Linked DNA regions of Gossypium hirsutum: region 2 is linked to region 1. The links are chromatin contacts, called in public Hi-C maps. All regions are on one chromosome and are shown on one strand. Each heading gives the region's core, a stretch centred on a gene start, on an enhancer-like site or on the middle of the called end of the contact. The rest is flanking DNA. Distances are from core to core; before and after follow the strand shown.

Region 1 (7,547 bases), core at 2,738-5,237:
ATGACGATGAGCCGATGTTTGATCCGGCTTGGCCACATTTGCAAATTGTGTATGATTTGCTAGTTAAGTTTATCACTTCTTCTTGTCTCGATGCAAAAGTAGCTAAAAAGTATATAGATCATTCCTTTATTTTGAGATTGCTTGACTTGTTTGATTCGGAGGATCCAAGGGAAAGGGATTGTTTGAAGACGATACTGCATAGGGTTTATGGGAAGTTCATGGTTCATAGACCTTTTATTCGGAAGGCTATAAGCAATATATTTTATCGGTTTGTTTTTGAGATTGAGAGGCATAACGGCATTGCTGAGTTATTGGAGATTTTCGGCAGTATAATCAGTGGATTTGCTTTGCCTTTGAAGGAGGAGCACAAGATCTTCTTGTGGAGGGTTTTGATTCCTCTTCACAAGCCAAAATCTTTGGGTGTTTATTTTCAACAATTGTCTTATTGCGTTTCTCAGTTCATTGAGAAGGAGCCGAAGTTGTGTAGTACAGTGATACGGGGGTTGTTGAAGTACTGGCCCATAACAAACAGCCAAAAGGAGTTGATGTTTCTTGCTGAGTTGGAAGAGATTTTGGAAGCCATTAACATGGTGGAGTTCCAAAAGGTTATGGTCCCATTATTCTGGCGGATTGGCTGTTGCATTAACAGTTTCCATTTCCAGGTATTTTTCTTTATATTTTGATAGATACTCTTTACTAACATTAAATTGTGCTATTTTCTTTAGTTATTGATCTCATACTCAGTATGTTATCGTCTTCTGTTTATCCAAGGTGGTGCATGACTTGTTTTTTAATCCCCTTCTTGGAAAAGTTTTTATCATGCTCTGCAACTTCTATTTCATTCTTTTTTCAGTGTTAAACTTTCTAGAATATCACGTTAAAGGATGCATCCATTAATGTGTTAAGAAATGCAATTACTAGTCTTTTGTCTGAAATGTTTCTTGTGATATTTTATTCATGTGAACTTTAGTTGCATTTATTCATGCTTGGGCGTGCATCAATTTCTTAAATAGTTGACCTTTTAATGTTTTTTTTTACTATGTTTGACTACAAATGAGCATAACCTGGGGATAGGCTCTGATCTGGTAACTTATATAATGTCTAAATCTTGGGGTTGATATTGTGGTTGGTTTTAATGAATGTTAGCTTATGTTTATATCCATATCTGACCTAAAGTAAACCTTACTCAGGTCAACTTGGAGCTGACCTCTGTTTGTGGGGTATCTTCGGATGTCTTATGAGGGTTGAGAATGTCATGGTTTTTGAGGCTATTAATTCGGCATAATGGTTTATTAATATAACTTAACAGTTAGAAAACATTGTACCTAACAAGCTATGAGCTATTTCTCTTTCTTTTCCAATAATAGAATTGTCTATCTTGCAACCAACCAATATTAATTGACTATAAGTTGTCTATCAACTACCTTGCAACCAACCAATATTAAGCTTTGCTTATGCCTTCATCTTGGACCAAAAGTATGTTTACTTTCAGTTAGTGACTGCAATTTTGTTTGTTTAAACATTTGCTCTAAGTTTGTAAGGTTATCAAGCTAGGCTAGGCTAGGCATAAAAGTAGTGATGCGCTAAAATGGCTTTCTTTAAGTTACAAGGCTAGTTGTTAACTCTAAACTCTTGGCTAGAGTAAATTCCCTCATTTGCAATAAGTTTGTAACTACAATAAAAGTTGTCTTGGCCTTAGAGGATGTTGTGGTGGACTGCATGCCATGAACTTCTTGAATGTCTAGTGTTCAACTGTTGTGCCTTCTTTTCTTTAAAAAGAGTTCTTTCTTGGCCTTGTTATCTCATATGGTGTTCATAATTATTATAAGATGTTAGTCATTTACTTGTTTGATCGTCAAAAAGAAATAATAAGTTTATTCTATTAAATATACTTGTTTCAGGTTGCTGAAAGGGCACTTTTCTTTTGGAATAACGATCAAATTGTAAACCTAATTGCACATAACCGGCATGTGATTTTGCCCATCATACTTCCAGCCTTGGAAAAGAATGCCCAGAACCATTGGAATCATGCGGTGCTCAACTTGACAATAAATGTCCGAAAGATGTTCATGGAGATGGATGATCAACTATTCATATCTTGCCATATTCACTTTAAGGAGGAAGAGGCCAAGGTAAGCATATTATCTGAGAAACGGAAGGAAGCATGGAAGCAACTAGAAAATGCAGCCAGTCTCAAGCCAATAGCCGGAAATACCGCTGTACTGGTAACTCCTTTGGCAACACCAATTGCCTATTAACTGCTTTCCTGAACTGGAGTTTCCCTGAGTTTTTTGATATTTCTTTTTCTCCCACCTTTTGCAACAATGGGAAATTTATGCAAATAGCTGCCTTTTCAAGTGGTGGGAACATTTTTTTTTCCTGTACGTTCCATTAGCAGCCGTTTCCTGTAACTTGCTTTTATGTATTCTCCGTGCTACTGTATGGGATATTAATTGCTTCCTTGGAAAGATCGTGGGGAGGTCCATGCAGTGATTTATGCAAAACTTTATGTATCAACTAATTTTGTTAATTCTCTCACCTTAACTTACACAGTTGTGCCAATTTCTGTTGATAGTATTTTTCTTGCAACATTGGATTAGTTTAACTGAATATTAACTGCATTGGAGTGGAATACTGGAAAATGCTTAAAGCTTGCCATATTTTTTTATCAAAACGAATATGCTTTTATAAGATTAAATTGTTGAGACTCAGATGGTCAATAATATTTTAATAATTAAACAATTCAATTTATAATCGTGGAATATTAGAAAATATGTAATTTTTCTCTCGTTTAGCTCTATAGAGAGATTACCCAAAAGACGTTTCACGTTCTTCTTCTGTTAACGGCGCATAACTTCCCGTTTCAGTTCTTCTCTTTAACGGTTTCCGTTTTCTAACGTTTGCTGGAAACCAAATCGTCGTTCTCTTCTTGTTTCTAGTTTATCCTTACTGGTTCTTTTGATTGTCAGAGGGTGGCTTGCTGTATTAGTTCCCAATCATTGTTGGTTACGCTAGTAAGCATGCAATTTTTACGTGCCTTCCTTGTCTTTGTTTTAGGGTTTCTTAAGATCTAAACTGGTTTTCTCTTCTTAATCGAAGGATCTAGAGTTCTTGTGTTAGCTCTTATTGGTGGAACCTTTAATCATTAGCAGTTAGTTGCTTGGTCAGTTTAAAGTTTTTTTCTTTTCATCTCGTGTCTCCTTCCCACCAATAAGATCTGTGGTGTTCATCTCCACAGTAGGGGTTAGGAGTCTACAGTTTTTTAGTTTTCATCAGGAAACGTTCTCTATCATTGTTCTTATCCTTTGAAGATTTCCCTATTTATTTTAAACCTAATAAGAGATGCAAAACACACGATTTCAACTGTGGCAATAGTGATAATCTATTAAGCAGATTCCAAGAATCAACAGTTTACGTTCCTCCGCACAAGAGAGTGACGGAAAGAGAATCTGAAAGGATAGTGATTCTGAGGATAATGAAAGTAGGGAAATGGTCGACGAGGAGATTCATGATATGGACACGTATCCACCGTTGCATGTTGAACCAAGGGCAAGAGCTAGGAGTCCGATTATCAACATAAATGATGACGTCGCTCGAAATCAGATTCCTTTCTGGAACTAAACTGCAGTCGCGTGTCTTTTGGATGCGATAACTTTTTCTGCTCGAACCATGCAAGGAATAGTCAGGGAAGCATGGGATCTACTAGGAAGGGTGGACGTGCTAAGGCAACGATGGAAGTTTTTATTATTTCCATTTCGAATATAGCACGGATGCAGAAATCATTATCCATGGTATCCCCTGGTCACTTGAAGGGGATTTCATTATTTTTTATCACTGGCGGGCTAACCTACCTACTAGAGACCTACAATTGGTAGCATCGCCCATTTGGGTGCAACTTTGGGGCCTTGCCATAGAATTGCAACTGCCTGAGGTGGCTTCAAAAGTGGCAAGTGTCATTGGAAATATGATGCAGGTAGACTGGGCAGCCGGATTTCCACGAAATATTCGATATATAAGAGTTAGATGCTGGTTTGAGCCATGGGCTTTGGGACCTAGGCTTTGGATAGTGAAAAATGTTTGGTTGAAAGCTGAAATCGGCTCAAATCTTTCTCACAGGACCGTTCAGTAAAAATTTATTATTATAAATATCACAAACCAGTTTGATTTTACAAAATTTTAATTTTTTGCAGTAACTATAAATTATTTTCTTAACCAAAATTTTTTTAACACTATCTACACTAACTCAATTTAAACCTAGACTAGGCTAAACCTATAATTCTGATACTAAAATACATGAGTACCTAAATTGCAAGCTTTTTATGTTAAGAGCCCGAAATTAAAATATTTAATAGTTTTGAATGACTATTTGTGTAAGCAACCAATTCCAATTTTAAGCACCAAGATCAAATAAATTAAATAGTGACTAGAGAAAAATTGAAAATGAGAACAATAATTCCAAATAAGATTTGCACTGAATTTCAAATTAACCTTTTCCCAATGCTGGAGAAGAAGGTTAATGGTTTTTTCTTGAATTCACCAATATACTTTTTTTAAAGACAAAAACCTAAGACTTACTTAAAGGCTTGCTCTTAATCTTGATCCGGAATTTGGGTGCAGATGTAGGTTGTGTAGGCTCGGTCCTGGTTTCCAACTTTGAAGTTACAACTTTAGGAGGTTCACTTGAATTCATATTATCCGCTTCCTGTTTGTTACCACCCATCTGTGTTAAAGATGTGGTCTCCTCTTTCTTACTTTTTAACTCCCCCGAAGCTGCCTTCACTTCACCCAGTATCCTTGCCATCTCCTTTTCCTTGTATTTTTTCTCTTTTTTCAATCGCTTCTTCTCTAAATATTCTGGATCGTTTCGCTCTCCTTTGTGCTCTTCCCCCTTTCTTTTCTTTTCCTTATCTTTCTTCTTCTTCTTCGACTTCTTTTTCTTCTCCTTCTCCTTCTCCTGGAATGGAGGACCGTCGTCCCTTGAGATTGATAGTGTTTGTAGACTTGCATATTTTTTCGCTTCAGCATCTATGTAGTTATCTTGAATGATGCTTGGCGACGAGGGATCATCAGGCTGATGGTGCACCGAGGCATTACCCGAATCAGCTGTACACTGAAGTTCCTTACCAAAGTTGTCGCCTTCACTTGCAATTTTTGCACTCCCAATGCTAGCAGTAATCCGAGACCCATGATCATGAAATGAGTTAACTTCTTCAATATTTTGATTGCTTATGCTCACGGCCTCAGCCGAATTTCTTTGGGGTGCATCCACAGAAACTGAACTGGTTGCACCACGATCAGCATCATGATTACGCCTTCCTTCAGATCTTTCCCCACCCTCGGACCTTTCGGCAGTACCATTATCTGCTTCCTCTGCTTTACTGGATGTTGCCGACTGCTTGACCCTTATCTTAACAACAGCTGTCTTCCTATCATGACTGTTAGAGACTGTATCTACTTCCTTTGAAGCTTCTGGAATTGCCAAATTGTCATGCGAATGGTTTGAATGGCTCGGATTCTCCATGGGAGGTTGAGGTTGAGGTTGAGGTGGCCTTATCTCATTAACAGGAGCACCGAAATTGTTCTTCTGCTCATTACAAATCTCCACATTACCCATACAGGGCAACTTCTCTTTAGGCACTCCATAAAGTGTGGGGGATCTGAACATGAGAGCTCAAAAATTTGATTACAAAATTTTGTTTCGAAATAAGACAATATATGAGATTCTCAAAAAGAAATTGCTAATTGAAAGCACAAATAAAATGGAAGTTACAAGTTTCTGACATAAGCCTCTTATAAACAGCGTAAGTAACTGAAAACAAACACCACAAGAGAACTCTGTGCTACATCAAATTCACTAGTATGTTTCTTCCAATAAGGCAAAGCATATTGAACCACAAAAAACATAACAAAAGAATACCAAGCTTCCAATGCCACAACCACAAATTAGGTTCTCATTCTTTGACTTTGTTGCATAGTTTTAGCAAATCAGAAGTTTCCTAACAATCTCTACTGCTAATTTATTAGGAATCTAGTTCGGAGTTTTTAGGGTTTCAACAAATTTAAATTTCTCGTAACTAAAATTTGGTACTTATGTGTTCCCACTGGTTATTCCTAATTAAGTTTTACTATTTAAATCAGAATGGTCGTTTCTATTTTCATTTTATTTCCAGAGAAATGGACTATTTGCGCTTATAGGGTATCATAAACATCAAGCCACAAGAAACTCCAGTAACTCACTGTAAAAGAAAAAAAAACACTAAAACATTTGAGACTATGTAAAGGACTCAATCAAATTCGTACTGATTACTCCAATTATACCGTAAAAGCTCCAGTGTAGCCACCTGCAAGACTTTCTGATCTCTCTCTCTTTTTTTTTTTCTTTTTGCCAGGAAAAAAAAAGAAAATAATCTCTTTATTCTCATCACCATTTTAACCCCAAACACCCCACAGGGCAAACTATCATTGCCAATCCTTTTTTCTCCATAAACTTCATAAGATTTGAAACAAAAATTCAGAACAAACCAAATTGGAAGATTATCTTAGTCCTCTCCCAGCTCACTTCCTATCTGTGACTAGTCTCTCATGACCTCGACAAAAATTTCATAAAAGCTTATGCTAAAACTGTCTACTAATCAGCAGTTCTGTCCGAAGCACAATAAGATCAAACAGGACAATCTTCAGAAGACAACAGTAACAGAATTATATGCTTTGGTCATCAATGTAGTCTTTTCCCCAGGAATATTATCAACATTTATGAAGCAACCACTTGTCCAAAGGAAAGTTTAAATCCTAGAGAGACCATATTAGAATGCATACCCACCTTCCTGCAAGAACTTGTAAAATGCAGAACAAGTAGTGCCGGAGGAATACATTATTGAATGCTATGCGGCTTTCTAAAAGATGAAGCAAAGCTACAAGTGTTGTTGCCTTAATATCCTCACTAGAGACAGATCCACCTTGTATCTGACATAACCGCATAGCATGCACACCCAACTTTACCTGACCTACAATCAGAGAATGTATAACAACATCAAATTTTAAACAAATATAAAGTACAACTAAATATTACCAATAAAATAAACATTTTGGATAACATCAGGAAAGTTAGAGAAGATATTTTTCAGAAAAAAATTTACTGAAGGGAACCTCTTAAAGAAGGCTCCTCCTCTATATACTTTATAAACAACAACAATGCCGCATTGATGCCATTGCAATGGTGCTCAAGATCAAGCAAAGCTCTGCTTGCTTCTATTCGAACTTGCCAGATGGTCTTGGAATCTCGAAATGGTTTAATTAGTTCAAAGACATGATCCTGCAGCGAGAAACAAAATTTATAAAGAAATATAAAGAAATATGCAAAGTAGACATTATATGATAAGGGATCAGAGAAAAAACACACTAGATGGATGAATCCAGAAAGCTTTAATGCAATCTGTGTCAAGGTCCGGATGCAACTGATCGTCAATATACCATTGTAACTAGGCATCAACCTGGTAAGTGTCATAAGATGTAAATAACCAGGAGATTATTTGGAATAATCAGTCTTT
Region 2 (7,547 bases), core at 1,955-4,454, 51 kb after region 1:
TAATAGATTGGATAAAGGGAGTACATAGCTTATTCATTGAATGAAGAAGGTAGATCCCTGGGTGTAAGAGTTTTAATTCGTTGTAGTATATAATCCTTTCTGAAAGACATCCATTCTTGAATATGAAAATGCCTCTTTTCTTCTCATGTACCACTTAAAAGGCTCAAATCATTAAAACATTCCATTGTTCTGCATGAGTTAGTTTAAGGCCTATGTATCAGTTCGTTTAGGTCATCATTATTGAACTTCGCATGCTGGTTCAAATTTCGGTATATTTTGTACCAATTTTGTGCCGGCTCCATAAGAAGATCTTTGTTACCTCATTTACTTTTCTACTCTAAATTATTTGCATCAGTTTCCCACTTTTTGACAAGCTCTCTTCTTCCCCTTTATTCAATATTGACTGCTACTATTCCTTTTGCCTTCTCTTGTTTCTTGATCTTAGCATAGAACTCCAGCTTAATAATGTGGAATCATTGCTTCTTGTTCCAAATTATTATCCTAGCGGGGAGCCTCTACCTCCTTTGTCCTGCAACTATGAAGATGCTTATCAACCTCCTAATTTGTACAAAGTTTTAAAACTCTAGGAACCAATAAAATCTACAGGTTAGGTTGCTGCATGACGCAGACGCATTCAATATGTCAAGTCTTACCTTTTATTTTGGTGGACTTTGTTCATTGATGATCATCAACTTTGACACATAATTGTACAGTTGTATGTTAGAAGCAAAATTTATAGTCAGTTTCATTGTTCTGGTAAGATATTAATAGTGGTAAATGGGCATCCACCGGTCTCATATTGATATTGTTTTTTCCCGTGGACCATTTCTTAGTCTCTCGCATTCATATCTGTTTGTGCTCTTTCCAACTAGAATTACTCTTGCAAAATATGATCTTTGGTTTTTGATAGTTGGTGATTCAGCTGAAAGCAGAGCAAGAAAATATTCTCCTGCATATGATGGAAAGCATTAAATAAGTGGGGCTGAGTCAGAAAAATGCATCATCCAACAGTGAGGGGGCAAAAATTTAGTGAGATCAATGTCTCCTGTAAGTCTGGTAAAACAGTTTGGAGATGGGTTAAGCTCTTGAAATTGGATACAGTGGAGCTTTTAATTTAAAGTATTGCTTATCAGATTGAGAATGCAGTGGTTGTTAATTACTTATGATTTAGGGTAACTATGCACCAGTCAGTTCCCTCTTAAATAAAAGCTACAATGCTATATACGATATTTGGTGTAGTTTACAAATGACAGCATAGCACCCTAGTCTATAGTATTCAGCATGTTACCATGAACTAAAATTGTACAGCGTTGGCGTAGCAGATTACAACCATAAGCGACAGAACCAGAGATGGTTGGATGGATGAGCTTGTTACTTGAACAGAACATTTACTTGGTGTGGTCATTTGTATTCAATTAACTAAAGATCTTCCATACTATATGATTTGTTAAAGAAGATGCTGCTTTTAACAGCTGGTTTCAGTTGCTCTCATTCCAATTCAGTGTTTGGCTAAGTAAATCAGACAAATGATTGACCATAAAAGTAACACTTAAAAAAGGATAATATAATTTTTAGCCTCAGAATTTGACAATTGGGTCCATTTTGGTACGTGTAAATTTTTTTTATTCACGTTGGTATTTGAACTTAGCAACTAGATCTATTTTGGCCCCTAATCTTGGATTCCATTAATATTTAATGATATGACTAGTGTTCTTGTAACATGACTGGACTGGTCGCTCAGATTAATTAGATCAAGAATCGACCAGTATACTGATCAAAGCAAAAAAGGTTGAACTAATTGAATAAAAAACAGATAAAAATAAAAAAATTCAGACAAAAACCAATAGTTGAACTAGTTTAATATTTTTTAATTGTTATGCTTTTTTAATTATTTATTTAGTTATTGTTGGTCTAGCAGTTGAATTGATTAAACTGATTGAATCAAGAACTAATGGTTTGATTAGTTGAACCACTAACCCAATTATTATAACACTATATGCGACAGTTTAATATTGTATCATGTCATCGCTTGATTATATAAGTTTTTTAATTTTCAAGCGCTGATGTGGCATAATTTCAAAGTGTCACATCATTGAATTTTTATATTTTTCAAGCTCGAAAATCAAAATAAATCTAGTTACCAAATTTAAATATCAAAATAGATAAAAAAAAATACAAATATTAGTATGGACCTAATTGTCAAATTTAGGATTGAAAAACTATCTGATTCTTCTGCCTCTATTTTTGTTGGCAGGTCTTTTGCCTCTATATAGAAAAAGTCTTCTTTTATTCCATAATGGTCTAAATAGGACAATTGTGAACTTATCAAATGTGACTAGTTTTAACTATATGTTGATATCGTTTAGAGCTTCTTTCTTTATAAAATATGATACATGTGATTTAGGCGCATATTCACGCATGCTTGACGTAGACAATAGTAATGCAACTTCAAACAAATTTCATCTCTCCTTATCCTATGTTTGTCTCTAATGAAAACTTGAAAACATGTTTGAATTAAGGAAGAGCAAGATAAAAGGCTCTTCTTTAACATGTAAAAGACCATTTTATTTTATTGGTAAGTTCATATGATTTAAATTTGTGGGCATACCAGTTTTTTTACATTTATTTTTATGAACTTTTCTTTGGTACTAAGATTTTTTTTGGTCATGATAACGATTCTCTTTCAAAAGAGAACATAGATTTTAAGGTCAAGATTATTTAATTAGTATTATATGAAATAAATTTGCTTATAAATGAAAGGGTAAATTATTTCGTTAATCCCTCTGAATAGAAGTTATTATTATTTTAGTAACTCCAAAATATTTTTTTATTAAATTGGTTACTTCACCGGTAAATGATAACAAAATGTTGATTGTGCATTTTCACGTTAATCACTCTAAAATTAGGGTAAGCTACCTGTTAATCACTCTAAATAGGGGTGCTCTTATTTTGGTTACCCCAAAGCAATGTGCGAAAATATACTATTAATCTTTTTGTTATCATTTAATGGTGGAGTGACCAAATTTGATCAATTTATTTTTCGAAGTGAACAAAATAACAAAAAAATTTAGAACGTTCAAAATAAAAAGATCACTATTTAGGGTGAATAAGGAACAATTTACCTTAAATAAAAATAATTGGCTTTTAATGTTAGATCGTCCGTTGTGAAGAAAAAGCCCAAACTCAAAACGTTCCTACTTGAGTTGAGTCAAATATCTGTAACCCGACCCGAAACGCATTTGGTCCATCAAAAACCCTAGCGCTAGCAATAAAGTTCAGCTCCACTCCGCAGCTATATATCTTGTACAAAGCTTTTATCTCATTCCTCCGTCGCTTTTGAGAATAGAGGCAGCAGTGGCTTGACGTTCCCCTTTGCTCCCTTCTTCCAGGTTTCTTTCTTTTTATTTTGACGTGTAAAAAGCTTGCTTCACAACAGGGACTTAGAATTCTTCTTTATGCTGGTTATTTATTTATTTATTCTACTTAGCAGGTTTTCCTATCTATTTTATATATGTTGCAAGGCTCGATCTTTGATCAAACAAGTTCGAACCCGCTAACCTTTGAATTCGACCTTTTACGTTACTGCAATGTATTGTCTTATTGGAAAAAGGACTTTCTTTTTGTCGCATATAACCTTATTTTTTGTTTTAGATAGTTCTAGGTTTGAAGGTTGTATGGAATATGATAGTTTTCTTCTTAGGTTTAGTACTTAGAATCTAGTTATTGAATCCTATGCTTTTATTTAGGCATTATTAACAAATTGGCCCCTAAACTATACCCCAATTCCCATGTTGGTAAAGCTTTTGTTTTTTTTTGTTAGATGTGGAAACTAAATTATCAATGTGCAACGTCTCACATTCTTATGGGATGTTATTATTTTACGGGGTAAACTAGGATAATTGATAATTTAGTTCTAGAAAACACTTTAAATACCTATATGGGAATTGGGGTGTAGTTTAGGAGCCAAATTGTTAATAAAGTTTTTTTCAATTTTGAACTTTGTGAATTAATTTGTATGAGGAGTTTTTATTCATTGTAAGTGATTGACTTACTGTCCTAGCAGAAGCCAAAAGTTTGAGTTAAGAACAATGGCTTTTGCTGCAATGAAGCCGACAAAACCTGGTTTGGAGGAGTCCCAGGAGCAGATTCACAAGATCAGGATCACTCTCTCCTCCAAGAATGTGAAAAACCTTGAGAAAGGTATGGATTTCTTTTATGCTAAAATATTGTAGTTTCATTTATTATATTATGGGCCTTGTTATTAAAATTCTTTTTCGTGGTGTGATTTCATGTAGGATGTTTGATATCCAATTGAACCAAATAGTTTCTGTTAGTCTAAAGTGTTTCCGTTTGATTGATAGTTTGTGCTGATTTGGTTCGTGGTGCCAAGGATAAGAGACTGAGGGTTAAGGGGCCAGTGAGAATGCCCACCAAGGTTCTTCACATCACAACAAGGAAGTCTCCCTGTGGTGAAGGTAGTTACTTATGTTAATTGCTTTTATTCAAGACTGTTTCTTTTCTTGAAAACATGTTTTAACTACACTTCCCATAAACAATTCTATGTTTCCTTTTTCCCTCGGAGCTGAAAGCTAGAGATTATATCTTATATTAGAAAATAAGGTTCTGCTATCTTTCTGGTTTGCTTGGTAATCCCAGCATCTTGTAAGATTACAAGTATATGTATGTGCTTGTGCTCTTCTCTACTTCTTGTTTTCTTAGTATCCATCCATCTTTTTTATTTGTTAATTTATTTTGTAACAATCATTAGGGACTATCATTTGCAACTTTTTTGCATGTTTAAACATATAAACTTGTCTTAGTAATTGGATCTTTGAATGCTTGTGCTACTCTTTGCTTCGTTTCTTGTTTGGCCTACATAAATGGATTAGATATATATGTCAAAATCTATTCTTTTTAGTTGGATGCCCTCTATTGTAGTAATGAGTATGAATTGCAACTGTTAGGATCTTGGTTGTTGACTGTATTTGTTGATTTATCCATTGTTTATGGTTGGGGAGTGACATGCAGTCTGATTTAAAACATAAGAAATTCATGTACGCTAAATATTTGATGTACACAATTTGTTTGGACAATTTATTGAACTATTTGGCCCCTTTGTAGGAACAAACACATGGGATAGATTTGAGCTCCGTGTTCACAAGCGAGTTATTGATCTTTTCAGCTCCCCTGATGTGGTCAAGCAGATCACATCTATCACCATTGAACCTGGTGTTGAGGTGGAGGTTACTATTGCAGATTCTTAAATATGCCTCACTTATATGCTTTTTGGCAACCTCTAGTTTTAGTCAATTAGAAGACTTCCATCTGATATAGCCCTCGATGTCCTAAACAATCTTTTAAGCTTGAGTGGTTGGTTACAGGGCTTTTGTAGTTTTTGATTTTCCCATGCTAGTATTAAAGTTAAGGTTCTATTTTGCCCTGTGGCTCTGGATTCTCTTTCCTTTTTGTTACCTAAAAAGATCATGTCTGGATGATTTTGTTTATTGCATTATTTGACATTAAATATCACGAGACTAGCTGCTTCATTTTCATTTTGCTTAGTGAAGGGTCGATTATGGGAATGAGAATAACGAAATAGGATCTCTGCCTTTAGTTTTCATTTGGTCTCCATTTTTCTCAAAACCATTTTTTAAATTTCCATCTACAGTACTTAAAAACCGCCCATTGAGGCTTGTCTTGCTGATAATTTTTACAGGTTTAATTTTTATTTTTATTTTATTTTGGGTTTGAGCTTAGTATAATATATTTGGATTTTGAGATAAGTATTAGGTTTATAAATTTAATAAGAAAGATAAAATTTATTTAATTGTCAATATAATAATAAATAATAAATATATTTTCATCAATTCATATATCTTATACTGATAAATTTTACATATATTAAGTATTTTAATTATTTTATACAAAAGAACCCAATTAAATATATGTAATTTATGTTTTTTATAAGTTAAATTTAAATTGTTTGGCATCGTAAAATGAATTATTAATAAAAATATTTATTTTAGAAAATTCAAAATTATTTGAAACTATTAGAATCATTTTAAAAAATCCAAGTCCAAAAGAACTTGGGGAAAAAGCTTGATATAAAGCCGCCTGTTTTCAGTCACAGTTAGCAAAGATAGCATCATGGTCCATTTTAGCATCATGGTCCTTTTTAGGACCTCCTTGGTAAGCTGAAATTATAACTATGCTGCCAAGCATTCTTTCTAAAATTAAGTTATTTGAGTGGTTAAAAATCACCAATTGAAATTTGTTTAATGTTAATTCTTATATTAAAACATGATGAAAAAATATTACTTCTACTAGGCGAAACATGCATATCTTATTTCCCAACTGAAGTTTTACGATGGTGCCATAAATTTGAGACATTTTGGAAGAATGTTGAATTGAGGATGAAAATGAGGCTGGAGGAAATGTTGTTTGAATTGAACCAGAGTGATCGATCAGACTAATTGGATTGAGATTAAGTAATGTACTGGTTCAATTAGAAGATTAAATCGATTAAATTCGTAAATTAAACTGATCGAACCGATCAAACTAAAGATCAATAATTTAATCGATTCAACCATCAATCCGATTTTGCAATCCGATTTTGAAAACCTTAATGGTGGCAAGAGCAAGCCCATTGCACTATTGCAGTAGCATGACAACCCCCATAGGATGGAACAGCAATCTTACCCAAATTACTTTGCATCGCACTCGAGCAACGTGTTTTGGTCCTTGTGGAGGTAAAAATAGACATGCTACCAGGAAGTTGGACATATGAAAAAATGTTGTAACAAACAAATTCTTCATCATAAGCATATTCAATAAAAATTAGACTATATAAGTAAATTATAAGCATGAAACTACGATGCAAATTCATTAGAAACTCAACATCCAAATCAAGATAAAAGCCTCATAAGTGTGAAAAATACCAAATTAGTGTTACTAAATCAACATGAATCAAAACAACAGAGAGAAATATACCAAAGACTATAAAAGCATCCAATGGTACATGCCTAAAAATTTTAAGAAGACCTAAAATGACATTACGAGTAAAAGACTAGCTAAGACTCTCGAAAATAATGTTGCTCGACTCTAACAAGCGTTTGCAAACCTCTTAAATCTATACATGAAACACAAATCTACAAATTGAGCTTTTTCATTAAGCTCAATGGTGCATAACAAATTTCCAATAAGCTAAAATAAAAGTATACTAACCAAACAACAATATATCATCTATGGCATCAAGAAGTATAATAATAAAGAATATTTAAAACATTATAACACATAATGTATTCATTAAGATCATAACATTTCACATTTCATTTCACAGCACCCTTGCGTACATAGTTGTATTACATAATTGAAGCAAGCATAGTCATTCAATTTCACTTCCTCATAACAAAAATTCTGTTAAACATTTTTATTAAAGCATTTCCCCAAATAATCAAATTTGGAATTGTATATAAATACATATATATTCAACCAAATCTTCTAAAAGTATTGCAAAAGCTCAATAATATGGCACACTATAACAAACC

What was found. Hi-C and Micro-C count contacts between places; a contact is called where the count stands out from the background.
Region 2: a Hi-C map of leaf shows a contact between it and region 1, with 3 times the contacts expected there. The contact joins the promoter of LOC107953666 here to the enhancer-like site in region 1. A contact is called at or near these places in 10 of 34 Hi-C or Micro-C datasets (callus, fibers, hypocotyl and 2 more).

The regions. Positions count from the first base shown.
Region 1 is chrD07:4,767,989-4,775,535 of Gossypium_hirsutum_v2.1, forward strand. It overlaps LOC121203593 (transcription initiation factor TFIID subunit 2), which reads right to left. Exons shown (of 13, transcript XM_041097153.1): 10 at 7,400-7,490; 11 at 7,147-7,312; 12 at 6,821-7,004; 13 at 4,451-5,657. The coding sequence ends at 4,565. It overlaps LOC107953670 (serine/threonine protein phosphatase 2A 57 kDa regulatory subunit B' kappa isoform), which reads left to right. Exons shown (of 2, transcript XM_016889048.2): 1 at 1-662; 2 at 1,902-2,548. The coding sequence ends at 2,258. Among protein-coding and RNA genes, the nearest start is that of LOC107953670, 4.9 kb to the left of the region's middle. Within about 2 kb of position 3,988, at least 8 of the 9 cell types and tissues checked have an H3K27ac peak or open chromatin away from gene starts, as enhancers often do. A contact at or near this core is called in fibers and leaf, where this site is marked.
Region 2 is chrD07:4,819,504-4,827,050 of Gossypium_hirsutum_v2.1, forward strand. It overlaps LOC107953666 (40S ribosomal protein S20-2), which reads left to right and starts at 3,205. Exons shown (of 4, transcript XM_016889038.2): 1 at 3,205-3,389; 2 at 4,064-4,200; 3 at 4,362-4,475; 4 at 5,122-5,552. The coding sequence starts at 4,089. The coding sequence ends at 5,264. LOC121219276 (a long non-coding RNA gene) reads left to right here and starts at 6,421. Exons shown (of 3, transcript XR_005915942.1): 1 at 6,421-7,547.